Linked DNA regions of Mus musculus: region 2 is linked to region 1. The links are chromatin contacts, called in public HiChIP or PLAC-seq maps. All regions are on one chromosome and are shown on one strand. Each heading gives the region's core, a stretch centred on a gene start, on an enhancer-like site or on the middle of the called end of the contact. The rest is flanking DNA. Distances are from core to core; before and after follow the strand shown. Region 1 overlaps Prkag2 (protein kinase, AMP-activated, gamma 2 non-catalytic subunit). Region 2 holds the start of Xrcc2 (X-ray repair complementing defective repair in Chinese hamster cells 2).

Region 1 (3,694 bases), core at 827-3,326:
GCTCTCCTCTCCCACCACTGCTGGGCCAAAGCTGGGGTCCAGGATCATAGGTCAAGAAAAACGTTGAGGAAGGGAACCCAACTCACTGGAAGTTGTCATCATTTAGCAAGAAACTGAGACAAATGTCTTTCTTGACGTCACAGCAGTGGTGAATTTGGAGCCAGGAAGACATGGGCAGCGGAGCCACAAGACTCTGCCTTGGACCTTCCTGAGCATCAATATTGGCATGGCCACAAAAGACAGAGGACAACCCAAAATATCTCAGGCCAGCCTCCAGCCTGCAGCCTGCAGCCTGGGCTGTGCTCTGCTCACCCCTGCCCAACTGTTGCTCTGAGCTAGCACAAACCAGAACTGTTTGGCTGTCACTGTTTGAGGCCGCCTACTGGCCTCTAATCAAGAAGCAGAGGATGTATGTGGGCCTGGCGGTGGGCCTCACCTGTGGAGTTGAGAAATTTTCTTCTCTTCTCAACTTGGTTATAATAGAAGACCCAAGTCTGAGCTCCCGGTTTACCACTAGCAAACCATAGGACCATGGTGGGTCACAGCAATAGGCAGGCTGATCCAGTGAGAAGTTTCTGTTCTCCCTGGGCTCCCAGGAAGTACCACACGCCCTCTGGGCCACTTCCTCTCCTCAGCAATCCAACGGAAGGCCACCTGGCCAAGTTCTTCTCTTAGACTGTTTGGTACCACTGTTCACGGCTTCTCTGAAGCACGGCTGAGAATATTTTATTACTTGTGCCCCAAGGTCACTTAAGAAATCTCAAACTACATTTAACAAGCAAGAATGGTGTGGAGACAAATAACCTCTCTATTCTCCTGATCCTGGCTTCCCTCCCAGGCCAAAATATCACTTTGGACACTCATTCATCCTTACTGATAGAAACAGGATGCTATCAAATGCCTACCTGTGGGAGAACCAGCTCCCCTCACGCCTCTCCTCAGACCACCCTGGACCCAGTGAAGGCATAGGCAGCTGGAGAACCAATCTGAATGTTCTTGCTTCTTAGACTCTGTGGTACCAAGGGATCACGAACCGCCACGGCACAGAGTACATACAAACACAAGAATAGGCAGACCCCATCCGCGGGTCTCACTGGTTGCATGCCCTTGTGATCAACAGGTGGTCCATCTATCCTTGCCTGGTGAGCGACGTGAACAGCTGAGGTAGGGTTGCTCTCACCTAGCTCTCTGTCTTCTACTTCTGACCAGATCTGATCCCCTCTGGTAGAAACAGGTTGTGACCACTGGAGAGTAGCCTGGAGTCTTCTTCTGCCCAAGGACTTATCATGTGGCACTGAGCCAGCACAATGGCAGTCCAGCGCAGATGATCTCTTATCTTCCACAGTTGGTGGTCTTGTTCAGGTTCCCTGTGCTGTGTGGATACCTTTCTTTGTTTTCTTTCAATGGCTCTCCTCAAATAACACTTAGAAAAAGGTGTTACAATTGCCAGTGTCCACTGAGGGCTGACCAACAAGCTCCAGGCTGACCGGAGAGAAGTGGAAACCCTCTGTCATTGCCTGTCCCCAGCACACACTTCATTAAGGTAACTTTACAAGCAGCTTATAGCTTGAAAAACTTTCTGAAAAATGAACGGGCAATGAGGTGATGTTTCTTGGCAGTTGTTTTCTCTCCCATTTCCTAAATCCTTCTCTGATCCACTCAGCTCCCTAGCAGGGATGTTCAGTCAGACACTTGGGAAGCCCATCGAAGAGTCTCACCCTCCCAGAGCTGGTACTCTTGGCTTCCCCCGTGTTTGTGTCCAGCTCCTTTAACCTAAAATATGAAGCACAAACTCAACCACCCAGGAAACACCCGGTCTGCCCATTTTTCCCTTAGTCGCCCACCAATCTCCAGAGTCAGCATCTGTTGGTGCGTGGCAATACAAGCTGGTAAAGAAGCAATGAGCATGGAGGTCAGAACGGGCCTTCACCTGCTTGGTTAACCATCTGTGACCACATTCAGAGATCAGTAGAGGAGCCACGTGAAAGGGGAGTCATGTCCCTTGGGCTAAACCACAGGGAACTCTCAGAGGTGCCTACGTAGTCAGAGCAGAGGAAATGGTTAAACTTTAGCTGGCTGTGCATGCCCCACAAGCTGGGAAGCACCTCCAGTTAGCCTGCTTGCCCATTCAAATTGTACTCATCTCTTCCTCTACTTTGAAAATAACTAAATCTCCATCTTACTTCCTGTTGACAGAAAGCCTTCTCTGCCAACTCATGGCTTGCCACAGACCAATGGAATAGCATCTGGGCCACAGGCTCTTGCCAGGGCCCTGATGTTTTGGTGTTCTCTAGCTGGGCAGTGAAGTTGTTGATGAATGTTTAGTTCAACAGAGTCCGATTTGCTCTCAGTAGCCCCGGATTCCTGCCTGCTTTCCTGACCGGCAGCATGCCACTCTTACTGTGGGAAGCTTGCCTAGTGATCCTGAGGCATGGAAGTAGTAAGGAAGGGCGGTCTCATAGAGGCCTTCTCTTGTGCCAGGAGGGCAAGCAGGAGGGATGCCACACGGTGAGGACTGAAATTTTAGAAAGAGAGAAATGTCTTGCTAGACATGTAGATGAAGAGCTACACATTTGCTGCCAGGTAGTGTGGCTGCAGCTCTTTTCAAGTCCATGCTCTCAATCCTGTGCCAGGTGGGTGGTGCAGAAAATGGCAGCTCAATGACCTACACTATCCACAGCCCAAGAAGCCAGAGGGTGTGGTTAAAGTCCTAGCCCACAGAAGCTGTGTATGACCTTGTTTAAAGTAGGAGCTAAACTAGATGATGTCATTAGGGTAGACCCTAATCCTTTATGGCTAACATTCTTTTAGGAAGAAGACATGTTAGCACAGCCACCCCAAGGGTAAAGGCCACATAAGACAGAAGCAATGTTGGAGCGATGTGCAAGGCAGTGCAAGCAAGGGGGAGACAGCACAGAGAATCCCACTAACACCTTGACACTGGACTTTTGGCCTCTAGACGTAATAAAGGTAGGTTCTTGTGGCTGCAGGTCACCTAGTTTGAGGGGCTGTGTTACAACAGATCCAGGAACCCAACCCAATGGGGTCCCAACCTGAGAGGCACTATACAAACATTACCTTCTCTGTTCCAATAGAGACTTGTGTGCATGGGCATGAGGTGGGGGGGGGGGGGACAAGTGGGTATTCCCTAGCCTGGCCACAAGGGGCCCTTCTTTCTGCTGCTGCTCTGAACTAATCCATCCACCATGGAAATCCTAGTATGGTGGGACTGGGTGAAACCTGCACACATGGTAAAGGCTGTGGAACAGAAAGCCATCAAGGGAACAAGGGGCATCTCTACTTCCTCCCAGTTTCCATTCTGCCATTCTCTCCTAAGGCCCGTTCTGGGTATACACTCTAGTCCTTCTGTACCTAAGATCACAGGACATTAGCAAACACTACGCTACAAAGATCCCAGACTGCTCTTCTGTCTGGTCCCTGGGGAGCTTCATGCTGCTTTATTTATGCCCAGCCTGTTGTGTAGCCGGGACAGGGCAAGGCCTGGGGACTTCAATGGCACAAGATGTCCATGGCCCCTAACTCCCTACAAGGGTAACCATAGGCACCTGCTAGCTAATAGATTCTGCTACTGCTTTCTGCTTTCAAATATGGCGGCAAAGCAGCAGGCTTTGATTCTCATTCTCTCTCTCTCTCTCTCTCTCTCTCTCTCAGTTCTCTACATCTGCTGGAAAGT
Region 2 (3,498 bases), core at 80-2,579, 610 kb after region 1:
TTATTACTGTTATGAATTGTAATGTAAATATTTTTTGAGATAGAGGACTGCGAAAGGGGCAGTGACCCACAGGTTGGAACTGCTGCCCTTGCTAAGTTCAGACCATACCTGAGCTGCTCCCTCCTCAGCAGCAAACCACTGAACAGTCCTTACAGTGCCAGTTCAGGGGCTGGGAACGGTAGCTCTGGTGGCAGATCCCATGCCTAGGAATCATGAAAGCCTGGATTCCATCCTTGGCAGTGGATAACAGGGCACTGTAGCACACACTTGTAATCCTAGCATTCCGGAGGCAGGACGGTCAGAAGTCGAAGGTTAGGGGCCAGAGAGATGGATTTCAGTTAAGAATGGGTTTTGCTCTTACAGAGAACATGAGTTTGGCTCAGATAACTCAATTGCTAATAACCCCGGCTCCTGATCATCTGACACCTTTTCCTCTGGCCTCCAAATTCATCTACACACATGGGTACATACCAACCCACAGACACACATTCATTTACATAATTTCTACAAATAAATAACTAGGACAAGGTTATACTCAGCTGCACGGCAAGCTCAAGGCCAGCGTGAGCTACCTGGATCCCCTCTGAATACATTTAAGTTAGCTCCTCCTACAATTTGTCTTACCCTCTTTTGGAGAGGCATGCTTTTACCATATGCTGTATATTTTACAGAAGCTTCGATTATTACATTTTGTTTTGTGAGAGAGGGTCTCACTATAGAGCCCTGACTGGCCTGGACCTACCTATATAAAGGCTAACTTCAAACTCATAGAGATCTGCCTGCCTCCGCCTCTTTAGTGCTAGGATTAAAGGCGTGTACCACCATGCCTGTTGATTAATTTTGTTGTTGTTGCTTCTTATTCCCAACTCTTGGCTGACAGTACTCGAACAAGTAACACACGTTAACGTTTAACGGTTCCTGAGTGAAATGGCTTGCGTGGCTCTGGAGAGATAGACGACAGGGGTATTCTGGGATACAGAAGGCCGGATGCCACAAACAGGTTAGTTAGAGGTGAAGCAAGCTACCTAAATTTAGAAAACGTCTACTGATGCCTCAACTGGTGGTCCTCCCTTCCCCAGCTCCTGCTGCACGGCTCGCCATCCCTGACCGGTTCACTGGCGGCTGTCGCGCCGCCCCACGGTGGCCCTGGGCGCCGCTCGGCGACCTCCCCCTGTAGTGCGCGGCCCTCCCGTCGCCCCGCGGCTCTCACCTCTGTCCCGGATTCCGCTCTGCGAAAGTCGCTACACATCGCCCGGCCAGCTCCGCGGGTTCAACCTACCCGCCAGCAACGCCATTTAGCAAAAGCGCGAAAGACGCAGCCAGTCAAAGCAATGACCCTGTGTGCGCGTGCGCACTGTGCGGGCTCGGAGCCAGAGAAGCCGAGGGCATGCGCAGTAAAGCTGCGGCGCCCTCTTGGTGACGCCAGTCTCCTGCGTTTCCTTTAGTCCTTATGGTCCTTATGTTATCTTCAGTTACTCATCTCGACGGGTCTTTATCAGGCAAAATTAACATGTACGTGATTTCTAAATCTTATTTAGTTTTTTGTTTTTGTTTTTTAGAGACGAACTTCCTATGTAGTCGTGGCTGTCCTGGAATTCACTATGTAGACCAGGCTGGCCTCGAACTCACAGAAGTCTGCCTGCCTCTACCTCCTGAGTGCTGGGATTAAAGGCGATCACCACCACTGCCCGTGCTTACTTGTTCTAAAGAAACTTAAAGTACATCTTCCTGCCACGGTTGTGTATGCCTGTGATCCTAGCACTCGGGAGGCTGAGGCAGAGAATCACCAAGAGTCGGATCAGGCTATAGTTTGGGCTGTAGTATGAGATTGTGTCTCAAAGGTACTAGGACAAAAGTTTACTGATTTGGGCTTTTGGTGTGTCAGTGGTCCCAACAACTCCTGAGGCTGAAGCCAGATAATAGTTCGAGCCCAGGAGACTACTCTGGGCAGAACAGCATAACCAGATTAACAGGAGAAGTAACACCGTTACTGAGCAAGCTCGCTCTTCTTGTCCTTTCTTGAGGCAAAAGCCTATGACTGGCTGTGGTATTTATAGATAACTGGGGTGGGAAGAGAAAAATGTATATTGAATTGAAAAGAACTGTGGAAATACACTGAGCCTGTGAAGTTTTCAAGCTCTTGGTTTGGTTAGGTTTGTTGTTTGCCTTTTGTTTGTTTTCTTTCTTTCTCTCTCTCTCTCTTTCTTTCCTCCTTTCTTTTCTCTCTTTTCTCTCTTTTCTTTCTTTCTTTCTTTCTTTCTTTCATTCTTTCTTAGATATTTTCTTTATTTACATTTCAAATGCTATCCCCAAAGTCCCCTATACCCTCCCCTCGCCCTGCTTCCCAACTCACCCACTCCCATTGTCTGGCCCTGGCATTCCCCTGTACTGGGGCATATGATCTTTGCAAGACCAGGGTCTCTCCTTCCATTGATGGCCGACTAGGCCATCCTCTGCTACATATGCAGCTAGAGACACAGCTCTGGGGGAGGGGTACTGGTTAGTTCATATTGTTGTTCCTCCTATAGGGTTGCAGACCCCTTTAGCTCCTTGGGTACTTCCTCTAGCTCCTTCATTAGGGGCCCTGTGTTCCATCTGATAGATGACTGTGAGCATCCACTTCTGTATTTGCCGGACACTGGCATAGCCTCACAAGAGATAGTTATTTTCTTTTGTTTGTTTTTCTCAAGTTCTAGAAATACAGGCCAGCAGCACTCCTATGAGATTCTAGGCATTGGCACTTTAGTGCATGCTAGTTAAGCACTCTTGCAGATGAATTATATTCCCTGGCCCATTGTGTTAAGATCTTGGGTGGAGGAAGGAGTGGAGAGGAGAATAGTTTTCTTAACTGTTGCCTGTCAAACGCCCACTGATTAGATAGATAGAATATTTATACTCTGTACATCTCTGAGTACAAATCTTATGTGTACAGTACACATGAATGTCTGTACAAGACATACTACCACGCATCAGATTTGAACTTTTCTAGGAGCGTGTCACAGTAGACATGCCTGAATGGAGTTTACAACTTACTAGGTCAGTTGCTGGAACTTTCCTGAAAATTCCCTTTCCAACAGATTTGTAGGTTGTTTTCTTATGAAAAGGTGTGAGGTTGGCTCTGTGTCATTTCTCTGTCTCTTGTCATATTCTTGAAGAATTATCTGTGGTGGCTAGTTTATGTCATCTTGCCATAACTAGAATGTTTTGAAAGTTGGTGCCTCCATAAGATTTGACTGTTTTCTCTCTCTCTCTCTCTCTCTCTCTCTCTCTCTCTCTCTCTCATCCTGTTGTTTTTTTTTTTCTAAAGACAGGGTTTCTCTGTGTAGGCCTGCTGTCCTGAAACTCATGTAGACCAGGCTGACCTCAAACTCATAGATTTGCCTGTCTCTACCTCCCAACTGCTGTGATTAAAGGTGTGTACCACCACTACCACCAGCAGCTAGGGAATTTCTTAATTAGTGATTGATGGAGGGGGGCTCAGCCCATCGTAGGTGAGGC

Evidence for each region. HiChIP or PLAC-seq counts read pairs in DNA pulled down with a chosen protein or histone mark.
Region 2: a contact with region 1 is called in an H3K4me3 HiChIP or PLAC-seq map of bone marrow-derived macrophages, with 9 times the contacts expected there. The contact joins the promoter of Xrcc2 here to the enhancer-like site in region 1. A contact is called at or near these places in 5 of 39 promoter capture datasets (cranial neural crest, embryonic stem cells, maxillary cranial neural crest and 1 more) and 3 of 115 datasets of contacts at active chromatin or transcription factors (bone marrow-derived macrophages and embryonic stem cells).

The regions. Positions count from the first base shown.
Region 1 is chr5:25,090,790-25,094,483 of GRCm38.p6, forward strand. All of the region lies in intron 1 of Prkag2 (protein kinase, AMP-activated, gamma 2 non-catalytic subunit), which reads right to left. Among named protein-coding and RNA genes, the nearest start is that of Gm42232, 7.4 kb to the right of the region's middle. Within about 2 kb of position 2,077, at least 35 of the 459 cell types and tissues checked have an H3K27ac peak or open chromatin away from gene starts, as enhancers often do. A contact at or near this core is called in bone marrow-derived macrophages, where this site is marked.
Region 2 is chr5:25,704,468-25,707,965 of GRCm38.p6, forward strand. It overlaps Xrcc2 (X-ray repair complementing defective repair in Chinese hamster cells 2), which reads right to left and starts at 1,330. Exons shown (of 3, transcript NM_020570.2): 1 at 1,211-1,330. The coding sequence starts at 1,249.